Regions from separate parts of the Triticum aestivum genome. Here region 1 is linked to region 2. Evidence: chromatin contacts called from public Hi-C data. All regions are on one chromosome and are shown on one strand. The core of a region is the stretch at or near the end of the contact, and the rest is flanking DNA. Distances in the headings are between cores, read along the strand shown. Region 1 overlaps LOC123104988. Region 2 holds the start of LOC123104987 (ATP sulfurylase 4, chloroplastic).

Region 1 (6,707 bases), core at 3,230-5,729, 130 kb before region 2:
ACCATTCATTTGTACTTGTTCTGCCGGTAGCATGTGTGATAGCAATGAAGCATCAAAACAAGCCAGTACTCCTCCTGGGCACTTCAATTTTACTGGTCTCTGTGATAAATCAATACACATCATCAAGGAAAGGAATAATTCAGGCATTGTACCAATAGGGGCATTGCAGTTTGGTGTTTGTAGGCACCGAGCTGTCCTAATGAAGGTACCTTGTTGTTCTGTTATCTGACTTATGTTTTATGTTTATCAGTTGAGGCTTTGACATGGCTACCTTATCTATTGCAGTATTTGTGTGACCGGGCGGACCCTCCAATTCCTTGTGAGCTTGTGAGGGGGCATCTTGACTACACGCCTCATGCTTGGAATGTTGTCCCTGTTAGACAAGGGAATATCTTGGTAAGGATGATTGTTGATGCGTGTTACCCCACAAACATAAAGGAAGAGACGGATCCAGAGTACTTCTGCAGGTGAGTGCCTTGTGATCGTATAGGGAAAAATACTGACTCCACTTTACCTTGAATTTATGGTAGCAACTAACTTGCACTATGCTGGTTCTGTCATATTGTCATTATATTGTTACTGCTGTTTCAGTGTTATGTCAATTCTGTGATCAGGTCAAAAACATGGCCTACATAAATGCCATATGTAGTTTATACTGTATTCATGTGCTATGTACTACTCCCTCCGTTCCAAATTACTCGTCGTGGTTTTAGTTCATCAAATTTGAACTAAAACCACGACGAGTAATTTGGAACGGAGGGATTACCTCCGTCCTGGTTTACTAGTTCTCCTCGTACTTTCGGTTAAAGTTTGATCGTATATTTGACCAACAAAATGTTAATGCATGTCGCCAAAAAATATTATTTTGGATTCGTATTTGGATGTAGTTTGCAATGATATTATTTTTGCTACATATAACTTATATTTTATTAGTTGAAATCATGGTCAAAGTATGACCCAAAATATGAGGGGGACTAGTAAACCAGGACGGAGGTAGTTATCTAACTTTATTATGACTTAAATTGCAAAAGGTCAGTAATATTGTAATAGTATGTGTAATAAGATGAGAACTTATAATGCCAATTGCCGATGCCTTATGTGTGCGATTGCAAAATTGGATATTGTGAAATATTGTACGATATGTAGCTGTCAGGCTGTCAGGATATGCTAGTACATCGTGTCTAATCACTCTGTATTGGTATGATATGGTATGTTATGTCTTTCATTTCAGTTATTGCGTTGTTCTTGCATACTCTTTTGTTTGTTATTTTGTTTGCCTGATATTAGGGGGCGTTATCTGCTGATCTAGTATTTAAATTTTAATCATGCTGCTTCATGGAGGTGTTGAAAACAAAAGTACTCCCTCCGTTCCGAATTACTTGTCGCAGGTATGGGTGTATCTAGATGTATTTTAGTTCTAGATACATCCATTTCTTCGACGAGTAATTTGGAACGGAGGGAGTACATGCTACATGCTTATTCAGTGATTCTTCTTGACTACAAAATTATTTCGTTACTAATTATGTGCACGTGGTTTTAGGTATGTTCCCCTCAGTCGACTGCACGTTGCGCTTGATGATGAAGGCTATACACCTCGGTCTTCCTTCCCTTCGGTCTCACTATGCAAAGAAATTGAAGCTACAGCTTCTAGCGCTGTCTACCACTGCAAAATTGGTTCAGTTGATGCAGCAGCAAAGGTTTTTTTTTTTTTTTTGCCTTCTAAATTTCTTCGGTGCCTTTACTATGTTTCATGTATTTACTTGGCGTTGGTTTCAAATGCAGATACGGTACCTAGATACCCGGCGTGCTTCTAATGATGAAGTAAAAAAATTTGAATACAAGCTTCTTGGGGAAGTAAGAATGATGAATGCTCTAAGGAAGCACAGATCCATAGTGGACATATATGGTCACCAACTTTCTTCTAAATGGGTTCAAGATGATAGTGATAAGGAGTACAGGATAATGCAGTCTGTAATTTTAATGGAATATGTGAAAGGAGGTTCACTGAAGGTAAATTCATTTGTTCATCGTTATGAGCCTTCTTGTATTCGTTGATGTCTTTTTTGTTTTATATGTTCTCAGTGATAACTGGATCTTTTAATTTCAAATTAGGGCTATTTGACAAAACTACTGAAAGAGGGCAAGAAACATGTACCTGTGGACCTGGCATTTTACATTGCTCGAGAAGTTGCTTGTGCTTTGTTGGAGATGCACAGGAAGCTAGTTATTCACCGGGATATAAAAAGCGAGAATGTTTTGGTTGATCTGGATTCGAAGAGGAGTCATGGGACACCAGTAGTCAAACTCTCTGATTTTGATAGATCCATTCCTTTGCATTCTCTATCCCATACATGCTGTATAGCTCACCTTGGCACATATCCACCCAATGTTTGTGTTGGGACACCTTGTTGGATGGCTCCAGAGGTTCTTCAGGCCATGCATGAGAAAACCCAGTATGGACTGGTAAGCATTCATTTAAACATTGCGCTGTCCTTTTTTTTTTGCTCAACTCATATTGAACAGCTCTGAACAGTACTGTATGTACTACGGAGTAGCTCAGCCATGTTTCTGATTGAAAATTCCAATATTTGGTAGTTATTATCATGATGTGTTACTGGAACACTAATTTTTCTTCATTGCTTGCATTAGCTAATCTTAAACATTTATACTTGTGTGTGGTAATGTGCATTGCCATGTATCCTGTGTGATGATTGTTACTCTGATTGCTGACTATCCTGTGTACAGTAATGTGCATTGTCATGTTATTGGTTAGTGTAAAGCCACTTGGATTTCAGTATATTATAAACTATGTTAATATCAGCAAATAGGCCCCTAGCTACCTACCAGATTATGCTAATTAGATATAGTCCTAGCCCCAACCAACACCCCAAAATAAAGCGGTATTGATGCGGTTAAATATGGCTTTTGATGCAGGAAGTGGATATCTGGTCATATGGATGTTTTATATTCGAGATGCTTACACTTCGTATACCCTACGAGGGACTACCAGATTCAGAAATATATGATCTCATAAAGGTAAGACCTCTACATCAGAAGTTGGCTCTTGTATATTTTGTATTTGCTTATTGTTTTGGGTAAACATATACGAAGTAACATCTTGTGAATTCTATGTCATCAGAGGAAGAAACAAAGGCCAAGGCTAACTAAAGAATTAGAAGCGTTCTGGACAGTGGACGAGCCAATTACGAGGCTGAAGTTGGGGATCACATCTGATGCTCATGCAGAGAAACTGAGATTTCTAATTGATCTATTCTACCAGTGCACCAGAGGAACCGCATCTAGGCGCCCCAAGGCCGAGCAAATTTACAATTCGCTTTGCTCCTTACCCACATGCTATGACCTGAGCTGAACCTGTGGACCCTGAATGAGAAAGCTGATGGTGAGGCAGCCTTGCTGCCAGATTGGCCTAGGTCAGGACAGGTTAAACCGGGCGCTTATAGCAGGTCGCTGGATCTGGCCAGCGTCCGAGTTCCTCGGGGCTCGGACCAGAACACTCCGCATTTCACTGATGTTGGTCTTCGGGTGGTGGCGGAAAAAGTCAAACCAAGGCGAGGGGTGACTTTGGCCGCGGAAGCTCCTCCTGGGTCAGTTTTGTAGCTGCACTGCATGCTGGCTCTCCATCCTGGTCGTGTGTGTATGTGTATGTCATGTAATTATCTTCTTCATAGTAATTTCCAATTTTCCATAACTTATATTATTCAGTTGAGTCTAAGTTATCGATTTTAGGTCAAGGCTCCATTTTTATGTATCTGTGTACGTAAGATTGTTGGTCCAGCGGTGATCCATGTAACCTTAGAATGCTGAGTTGTGTAACAAACGGGAACGGTTGCTACTTTTTTTAACGAGGCTGTGTGTTATGATTTCCCTGCCAGCAGTTGTATTGGTGGTTGTCGTCGGCAAAAACGTTACAGGCGCTGTGGCTGTGCAAAGTCAAGATTTTCATCAGTATATTATTAGTAGTATTACCTATACAGTGTTAGTGCATGGTATGCACTTGGCGTAAAAGATTGGATGCAAAGTCTCGGACGTACTCCTAGATGGAATGGCACTTTCTCTCTTTAATGCGGATCTTGCAGGCCAAATCTTGGAAAGTGCGGCAGCACGCATCGACGTTGGATGCTCAAGTCAACCGGACATTTCCGTACGTGCTCCTGCGCACTCGACAGATATATTACGCAGACACTGCAGTTGTGGGTGGACAAGTGCCATAATCACAAGCCGGCAAGTGTTTGTCCAGACTGTTTCTACCAGCAGTAGAATTCTCACCTGCAAGCTAAAATGTACTACAGCGCAGCATCGTTTTTTTTCTCTGTTGCGAAGAAGCATCAACTTCGCTTGCTGCCGCTGATCTTGACCGGTAAATTAGCGGCACGCCCTTGACCAGATGCAGGGCAGCACCGCTGAACCGATCTACCCCCAGCTGGCGCGTGCACGCACGTCTGCCTAGCTTGCTCCTCCTCACAAAAATGAAAACCAAATGTATTATATGCGGCCCGCGTCTGATTTTGGCTTCTCGAGGGCGGAGGTGTCCGCGGGCTAAGACAAGATCGGGGGGTGGCGCTGGTTTAACTATGATCCCCTGTCCGGGGGGACCAGGCCCGGCTCCCTCCATCCACGGCGCGCCACGACAAGGCCGTGCATGTGAGGCCTTGTGACTTTGCGCCCATTGGCCGCACGACTGCCAGTCCAGTCCAGTCCAGTCCAGTCCAGCTGCATGCATCGGCGATGGGCAGGCGCTCCCGTCCGTCTCGGATCCGCTCCGCCGGGAGTCAGCGACAATGCCGCGCGGGAGCACGAGACCAGTCTTGACCGGCCGGACGGCCCCCATGTGATCCCTCCATCAATCTTGTATGTAGCGTCGTCTATATAAGCATGCACGGGGGTATCGATCCTCCATGGATTCGAAGCTAGCTAGCTAGGGCGGTAGTTAGTTCGAGTGCCCAAGAGAAAGCGTGAAGCTGCCAGCATGATCTAACTCTTGAAGCTGTGGTTAGATCGTGCTGTGACAGTTTCACTCTTTCCCTGTTGGGCACATGACAGAGAGCGACACCGCAATCCGCAGCTGTGTGTGTGTGTGCAGGTTGCGGGCATCGACGCAGCACCAAAATAAGGTGAGCACATCCGTCCATATCTTCTCTTCTCTTCTCTCCCTCCACCGTCCCGCCGGCATATACATCGCCCTCCCCAAGTTGTCAATCGCCTTGCCTACTAGGCTTATTCAAGCCAGAGGGAAGGAATCGTTCATTCCAATGTCGATGCTATCGTAGTAGTAGTAACAGCTAGCCATTTGTTGGAGATGTTTCAGACATTCGTCATGCTTGGAATCAGCCGGTCATCCTCGCAAACGGCATCATTGCTCCTTCCCATTCTCCTTCGTAGTACTACGGCTTCTCCAGGTCCAGGCGCGTGGCTCTATCAGCTCTTGGTTAGCTACTGCTTCAAGCCAAATAGTCCACGACTATGTACGTCCATTCAGATTCATATGTGTAAAGACCTTTAAAGCAAAGTAATATGAGAAAAGCATATGTTTTGTCCATGTTCTTATCAATTAGTACGGATTTGATCCCTCAACTTCAACCAAAAATGTCACATCCTGACCTTTTCATTCCGGACAAGTTTCGTCCCTCCAATTTGAAGCGGTGTCTATGTTTGACCAGTCTTGCCCACATGGTAATATTCTCTCTTATTCATCTATCTTTTTTTTCCATCATAATATCTCTGGTGGGAAATTTTCCCCAACACTTGGCGCGCGCATGCACTTTCGACACCTCATCCTCAGGCGATAAGCCACCAGCGAGAAGCACGTCAGGCTGCTGCCAATGCAATGGTACTTAGATGTTATCTAAGCTTCCTTCCTTTAATGAGTTAGCAACTAAAGTTTCTCATGCATTGATAGGCTTCTTTCAGTTAGATGTTTTGCCTAGGTTCACATGTTTGTCATTGTTTCTTTTCGGGGTCATCACACTTAGACTACCCGCAGTGGGAGTAACATAAGTAGTAACATCACACTTATCTAGGCAAAATAGATGATGTGGCATGTAATTAATAAAGAAAGAGAAGAATGTAGTAACATAGCTAGTTACTGTAACATCACACATATCAAGAAAAGATGAGTCTATAGCCTAATAAATAAATTGATGTATAACACAATACATATGTTACTACCCACTGTGGAGGTAGTAACAAGTAACATATGCATGTTGCTACTCTAAGTTACCCCCATTGTGACTAGTCTTATCTCTCTTCTCTTAATTAACTTGTCACATCAGATTTTTTCGCTTACATGGCAGGCTTAGCACCTGTACAAGGTGGAGCATTGGGAGGGGCCTCACTGTTAGACCGTGTGCATGTCCCTTGACAAAGTTATTGTTGTGTTTTACTGAATTTAGTGATCCATATTGGGAAAATGCTTATGGCTGACTCAATTTAGTGGTGGATTTGGACAGGTGCCCGCTACAGCTATTTTAGAAAAAGTAGCAGTGGTGGGCAAAAATGACCACCCGCCACTCATAATCTTTTACTACAAATTTACCTGTGGGATAAAAGCAGCAGTGACGTCCTGCGCTTTTTGATGACCGAAAAATCAGTTAATGCTTGAAAAATAGTAAACCAACACAAAAAGTGCCCAAATTTGAGCATGACATTTTGGATGGTGTGTATTACACATAGAAAAATATTGAAGTCGA
Region 2 (6,773 bases), core at 229-2,728:
TTTTGTGCCGCCACCCACTTTTGGCAATCCTTGTTGATTGTCGACCACCAGGACCGAAGTGATCGCTCGGAGCGGTCAATTCCACTCACGTTGTGAACATCAAAGTGTTCTTTCATCCGCCCCCAATAAGCATCTCTACTTTGACCACCTCCAACGGATGGATCCCTTGACACTTGCAACCAAGTATTGCATAGTAAGATGTCTTCGGCGTTGGTGTAATTGCCCGCTCTTCCTTTCGGCGCATCGACAATGCCCTCACCATCCTCGTCCACCTCGAACTCATGGTCTTCAAAATGCATGTCACTGGTTTGAAACCAATGCGAATTGTTGGAGCCAACACCCATAGTTGACATGTATACATCATCGTTGAGACTACAAAATACATAGAACAATGCAAATAAGCTATCTATATAAATGCATTCAAAAAATGACAAGAAAAGAAAAGTGGGAATTTTTTTACCTTTGAGGCATATTGTCGAACACGTTGTGCGCGTCGGCCACCGGCTCAACGAGTGAGCTTGCCGGCGCTTCGGTAGCCGCCGCACCCGTCACACGCCCTGCAAGCTTCTTCCTCCTCGCCTTCGAGGTGCCGGAGCCGTCCGCTGTCTTGTTCTTCTTCGCGGATGTCTTGCCCTTCTTCGGCCGCGCCGCATTGGGGAGCTTCGAGGGGGGGGGGGGGGGGGGCGCGACGCCACCCGCCGCCGAGGTCATCCGCAGCGGCATGAAGAGGCCACGCGCGAGGCCGATGCTCGAAGGAGTTCCGGCGGAGGCGAGGCCAACGCTCCCCGCGCTAGGGTTTGCGGCGGTGGAGGGGTCGTGGCTATAGGATGGGGTCAGCGGGGTGCCGGCGCGTGCGTCCATCGGGTCAAGTTCGCCGGCGCCGGCGCGTGCGGGGCGAGGTGGCGAGGAGGAGAGAGTGTGTCGCGAGCGCTCGTGTGTGCCGCGCGCAGAAGCGGGCGCCCCAAATACACAGTGCGAGTTGGCGATTCGGATCGCGCGCCCAACTCCATATGCCGCGCGCGCGGTTATTGCGCGCCCGCTGGAGCCACTCTATCGGTTGCGCGCACGCTAAAATGGCTAAATTTGCTGCGCGGCGCTTATTTAGGGCGGCTGTTGGAGATGCTCTAATGGTGTGTGTTGTGGTCTATGATTTGTGCCCATGTAATCGAGGGTTTTTTTAGGGTCAAGGAAGAAGGAGCCATGAAGGGCCATAAACCCCCACAGCGTAGACGATCCAACCTCGACAAAAGACACATAAGTTCAGACGTCACGAAAGTCGTTCGGGACACCAGTCCAAGTCCAAGTGTAACTCAAAAAAAAAAAATCCGAAACTGCAGCAAGGTTGCGAGGAAGGCACTTCCCAGCCCGCTCCATCATCCTCATCAGCCCCCATTAGTGCAGCCCCCACCCCCCTTGTCCACGTTCACCGCGCCCATGGCCTCCGCCCCGCACCCTCCCCGCAATCCCATCCAGGTTCACCTTCGCCCTCCCCCCCATTTTTTATACACGCACCCACCACCAAGGTCAGGCCGCCCGCCAGCCACAAGGCAAGAGCGAGACGAAAACACAAACGCCCCGACACGATATAAGTAGTGGGGGGAGGTGGAATCTGAGAGAGACCAAATCGTCGACGGGAAGCAGCAGCAGCCATGGCGACGCAGGCCGCCTTCGCAGTGAGATTCCCGCAGCTGGCGCGGCCGAGCAGGGGCCATGGTCAGGGACAGCCGGCGCGGGTGGGGGTCGCGGTGAGGGGCGGCAGGGCGGCGGCGCGCGGGGTGCGGTGCCGGGCCGGCGGCCTGATCGAGCCGGACGGGGGCAGGCTGGTGGAGCTGGTGGCGCCCGAGGAGGGCGGCCGGCGGGCGGCGCTGCGCCGGGAGGCGGCGGCGCTGCCGCACCGCGTGCGCCTGGGCCGCGTGGACACCGAGTGGCTGCACGTGCTCAGCGAGGGCTGGGCCAGCCCGCTGCGCGGCTTCATGCGCGAGACCGAGTTCCTCCAAGCACTTCATTTCAACGCCGTCCGCGGCGCCGATGGCACCCTCGTCAACATGTCCGTGCCCATCGTCCTCGCCCTCGACGACGCCCAGCGCCGCGCCATCCAGGCCGACGGCGCCACCGCCGTCGCGCTCGTCGACGCCCACGACCGCCCCGTCGCCGTGCTCAGCGAGTGAGAACACAACACATCCCCTTCCTTCTCTATCTCTTTTTTCCCCCTCTCTCCGATTCATGTCTGCCAATCCTTCCTTTCTCACATGCCCCCGTATGTGCAATTACGCATTGGTAGGTCACGACTGAATGTAGCTGCCAATTTTAAGATACGAGTAGAATTTATTACGATGTTCTGGTAGGAATTGGGGGCTTGTGTTGTGACCTTATTTAGGCTCCTGCTGACAATGGTGGTTTCTTCAACCTGAAACATATGGTTTGCACATTTCAATAGCTACATAGCTTATCTTCATACACAATTCTAGGTCTTATGTGAACTTAGTGTAAGTATATATTTCTTTTGCCAAGAATGCGGGCGCAATTTTCTACCTCAAGTGGTTATTTGACAGTCAAACTAAATTTGTAACAGTTTCTGCTTTTGTGGAATGGGGCTATGATAGTGAGGACTTCACTCATACTTTTAACAGTATATTTGTATATGTTGACAGACTTCAGATATCCGTGGTATTCCAATCATGCATCCTCCAATAGATGATTAGTAAAGTCGACAATACATTTGGTCGTAGTCAACTTGGTAATACCGTTGGTCGTAGTAAACTTGGTAATATCTTCGGTCGTATTAAACTTGACAATACCTTCAGGCATATTAAATTACATATCTTATCGTATCGTTTCCTTGAATAGATACCGTTTTGTCGTTTTTTTGCCGCCATTCCTAGTACTTTAGGACGTGCGATGCCTCGTACTTACATCACCGTGATTCTCTTGTATTTGCCATTTAAGTATAGACTTCTTTTAAACATTGAATGCTAAAAATGAAAATGATGCTGGCCAAGAAATGTAGTCACCTGATAACTAAAGTGACATAATGACATCGACGTAAGACGCCGCTATCTGTTGACGGAATCTCTAGTCTTGAGAAGATGTTACACATGGCTTCCAACGTGTTGGAAACAAGCATAGCCTATTTATATGATAAGGAGTGTGGTTTTCTTTTACTGTACTTAATGCTCTACAACTGCAACTCATTTTTAACACTCGCCCCTTCTTTCTTCAGTATTGAGATCTACAAGCATAACAAGGAAGAAAGAATCGCACGGACTTGGGGAACAACTGCACGCGGACTGCCGTACGTAGAGGAGGCCATTACAAATGCTGGTGATTGGCTGATTGGTGGAGACCTGGAGGTTATAGAACCAATCAAGTATAATGATGGTCTGGATCAGTATCGTTTGTCTCCATCACAGCTGCGTGAAGAATTTGCCAGGCGCAATGCAGATGCAGTATTTGCTTTTCAACTTCGTAACCCTGTGCACAATGGGCATGCGCTGCTCATGACTGATACACGGAGGCGCCTTCTTGAGATGGGCTACAAAAACCCTGTTCTTCTTCTCCATCCACTGGGAGGATTCACAAAGGCAGATGACGTGCCTCTTAGTGTGAGAATGAAGCAGCATGAGAAGGTATTGCGTTATAATGATCCTACCGTCCTTTTTCTAAAGAAAAAAAAGACTCCTAGTACTCCCTCCGTCCCAAAATAAGTGTCTCAACTTAAGTACAACTTGGTACTAAAGTTAGTACAAAGTTGAGACACTTATTTTGGGATGGAGGGAGTATGTCATAGAAACTTACGGTGAAAACTTTTATTTGATTACACTAGGATAGACACATTAAAAAGGATAATTCCTGCATTGTTGTGACGTTTCTTCTTCATTTTGCCAGGTTCTTGAGGAAGGTGTCCTAAACCCAGAATCAACTGTGGTTGCAATCTTCCCTTCACCAATGCATTATGCTGGGCCAACTGAGGTGCAGTGGCATGCCAAGGCTCGTATTAATGCTGGTGCAAACTTCTATATTGTCGGAAGGGATCCTGCTGGTATGGGCCACCCGACCGAAAAGAGGGACCTTTATGATGCTGATCACGGGAAAAAAGTACTGAGTATGGCTCCTGGGCTTGAGAGGCTCAATATCCTTCCTTTCAAGGTGGGTAATCCTTCCAGACCAGACACCTCATTCTGATCTTGACACAAACGACTGTTATTCAATTTTGAAATAGAATATCCTTGACATATTTTGGTTTCTTGACCTGTCTTCTGATTCTTATTTTGGATCAGGTTGCTGCGTATGACACAAAACATAACAAGATGAATTTCTTTGATCCATCAAGGAAAGAAGACTTCCTGTTCATCTCTGGCACAAAGGTAATTCATTTCGGTGTCGTTGGCACATCATTAACTTTGGCACCAACATTTTGTTAGCCATGCCCTGACACCCTTGCCTCTGTAAACAGATGCGCAGCCTTGCCAAGAACCGTGAGAGCCCACCAGATGGTTTTATGTGCCCTGGTGGCTGGAAGGTCCTCGTTGAGTACTACGACAGCTTGGCACCGCCAGAAGGCAGCAGCAAACTGCGAGAGGCAGTTGCAGCGTAGAAGCTGAAAGACGCTTCGGATAAGTAATATCGTTGTATCACGTGTCATGAACCGATGATATATGATTGTGTATTGGTGGTAAGACTTGACATTTGGGCATGATCCCCAGCACTCCCCGTGTGGTTTGTACTGCTTACTAGTATATCTGCTAGCAGTGTTGCCCCCTGGAGCCCATCATGTGCTTGTGGTGCCAATAAGGATGGGTTTTGTATTCTCTTCGGATTTGTACATAACGACATATAATAGTGTGGTGGTAATTTATCTAGTGCTTGATGTGCTTGCTAAGATCTCTTCTTAGGTTTGATATTGAAATTTCTTCATGACTTTAGTTCCATGGTGTTATATTTTTCACTGGAGCACATGATATACATATAGATCATGGCAAAATGAAAAGGATACATTCAAGCGTAAGTGATGAAATTGACATGAGAGATTATTTTAGGGACTGACTGAGTTAGAAAATACAGTTGAGTTTGTGTGTACCGTTGGATGATCCATTTTTGTGTTCCTCATTCTGCTGCTTCTTTCTCAAGCCACCACCGCAGGCTAGGCAGAAGTAGTGGTTCTCCTTGGAGGAGGGCTTTTTGTCCCTTTAATCCGAAACGGACATATAGGGGAAGAGTAGGGGATGCTCTTGGAGATGCCCTAACTCCAGCATAGTCTGCCTGCCATTCATCTTAGTCTCAGTTGGAATCGGCTGTGCACCCCCCCCCCCCCCCCCCCCCCCCCAAGACAAAAATGACTGTTCTAGCTAATGCCATTCATTTGGTACACACCTGACCACGCGGTAGACATTGTAAAACAAGGTAAACACGGCTAACATAGCTTGCAAGAACCAAAGAACGTGGTGTAAATATATGTGGCAATTGCCGTTTATATAGTGCACAAACAGCTTCTAAGATGAATACACAAGCTTACAGTGGCTTCAGAAAATAACAGTACCACAAGCAGCGAATTTACAACGGAGACAGTGCATCCAATCTGAGAACCAGTGGTTTCACATCTATCGCCAGCATATATATTTTTAGAGCAAACAGCATATTTAATTTTGTTCACCCAGTTATCTTGCGCTCGGCATTCTTCATCATGAGCACGAATTCGTCGTAGTTCACCTGCCCGTCGCCATCAGTGTCCGCCTCCCTGATCATCTGCTCAACCTCCTCGTCGGTCATCTTCTCCCCGAGATTGATCATCACCGTCCTCAGCTGCATTTCACATGGGCAACATGAAATTCAGGAGTGCCTCAAATGAGCTTGGGAATTATCTGAACTTGAGAAGAGGGTGCCAATATACTCACCTCAACAGGGGAGATAAAACCATTCCGATCCTTGTCCAGGACCTCGAAAGCTTCCTTGAGCTCTTCATCTCCATCTCCATCCTACAATTCACGTGGAAATCAAAAGTAACAGCACGTTCAAGCTAGTAGAATCAAATCAAACAGTTGATTATTTCATCTGATTGCAGAGCTTCACCTGCATCTTCCTGGCAATGAGGCTCAAGAACTCCTGGAAATCAATGGTGCCATTTCCATCCATGTCGACTTCACGCATCATGTCATTGAGCTCTTGGTTGGTCGGATCGAGGCCGAGGGAGCGAGTCACCGCGGCCAGCTCTTCCAAGCTGATGCATCCTTCATGTGACAAATTAATGTCCCAATATCTCACATGTCAATCAGAATCAAAAAATAATTATTGTTCAATTTAGCTCATACTTATCCTGAATTCCCGATCCCGGAGAGGCCAAGACAACACCACGTGCAAAGCACGGTCAAAGATTTTGGCAAAAGATAGAGGTTTGAGGAGGCAAAGGATATGATAAACTGGAGTACTAGTTAAATGTATACGAGTAGAGAAGTGTGTGACAAGTAATATCACCACAGCCATCAGAAAACAGTTTTGATTCTTGAAGGGAATGTCATGGATTGCTTAAGGAACTTTCTGTCTAAAAATTACTTGAGGAACTTGGGCATTAGATTAGCGAGCCATGTATGGGCATTTTTTGTGTGTAGAAAGTAGGTGGACTGCAGAGATAAAAAAAATTCTGAAGAAAGCAGGTGGACTGCAAAGCACTTGTTGTGACAAGCTAAAGGGTTCTTTGACTAAACCAAGTGCTTGTTTGGCACAACAGGTCTCTGCAGTAGGGGGGTTTCATATGAATGAGACGGACCCTACATGTTTGT

What was found. Hi-C and Micro-C count contacts between places; a contact is called where the count stands out from the background.
Region 1: a Hi-C map of leaf shows a contact between it and region 2, with 8 times the contacts expected there. The contact joins the enhancer-like site here to the promoter of LOC123104987 in region 2. A contact is called at or near these places in 1 of 5 Hi-C or Micro-C datasets (leaf) and 1 of 1 datasets of contacts at active chromatin or transcription factors (leaf).

What each region holds. Positions count from the first base shown.
Region 1 is chr5A:582,820,678-582,827,384 of IWGSC CS RefSeq v2.1, reverse strand. It overlaps LOC123104988, which reads left to right. Exons shown (of 10, transcript XM_044526946.1): 4 at 1-205; 5 at 286-467; 6 at 1,541-1,697; 7 at 1,783-2,010; 8 at 2,113-2,463; 9 at 2,935-3,036; 10 at 3,140-3,885. The coding sequence ends at 3,370. Among protein-coding and RNA genes, the nearest start is that of LOC123104988, 8.1 kb to the left of the region's middle. Within about 2 kb of position 4,479, at least 6 of the 8 cell types and tissues checked have an H3K27ac peak or open chromatin away from gene starts, as enhancers often do. A contact at or near this core is called in leaf, where this site is marked.
Region 2 is chr5A:582,689,556-582,696,328 of IWGSC CS RefSeq v2.1, reverse strand. LOC123104987 (ATP sulfurylase 4, chloroplastic) reads left to right here and starts at 1,478. Exons shown (of 5, transcript XM_044526945.1): 1 at 1,478-2,164; 2 at 3,221-3,626; 3 at 3,886-4,146; 4 at 4,278-4,364; 5 at 4,454-4,879. The coding sequence starts at 1,650. The coding sequence ends at 4,594. LOC123104984 (calmodulin-like protein 4) reads right to left here. Exons shown (of 4, transcript XM_044526944.1): 2 at 6,067-6,224; 3 at 5,892-5,972; 4 at 5,426-5,799. The coding sequence ends at 5,647.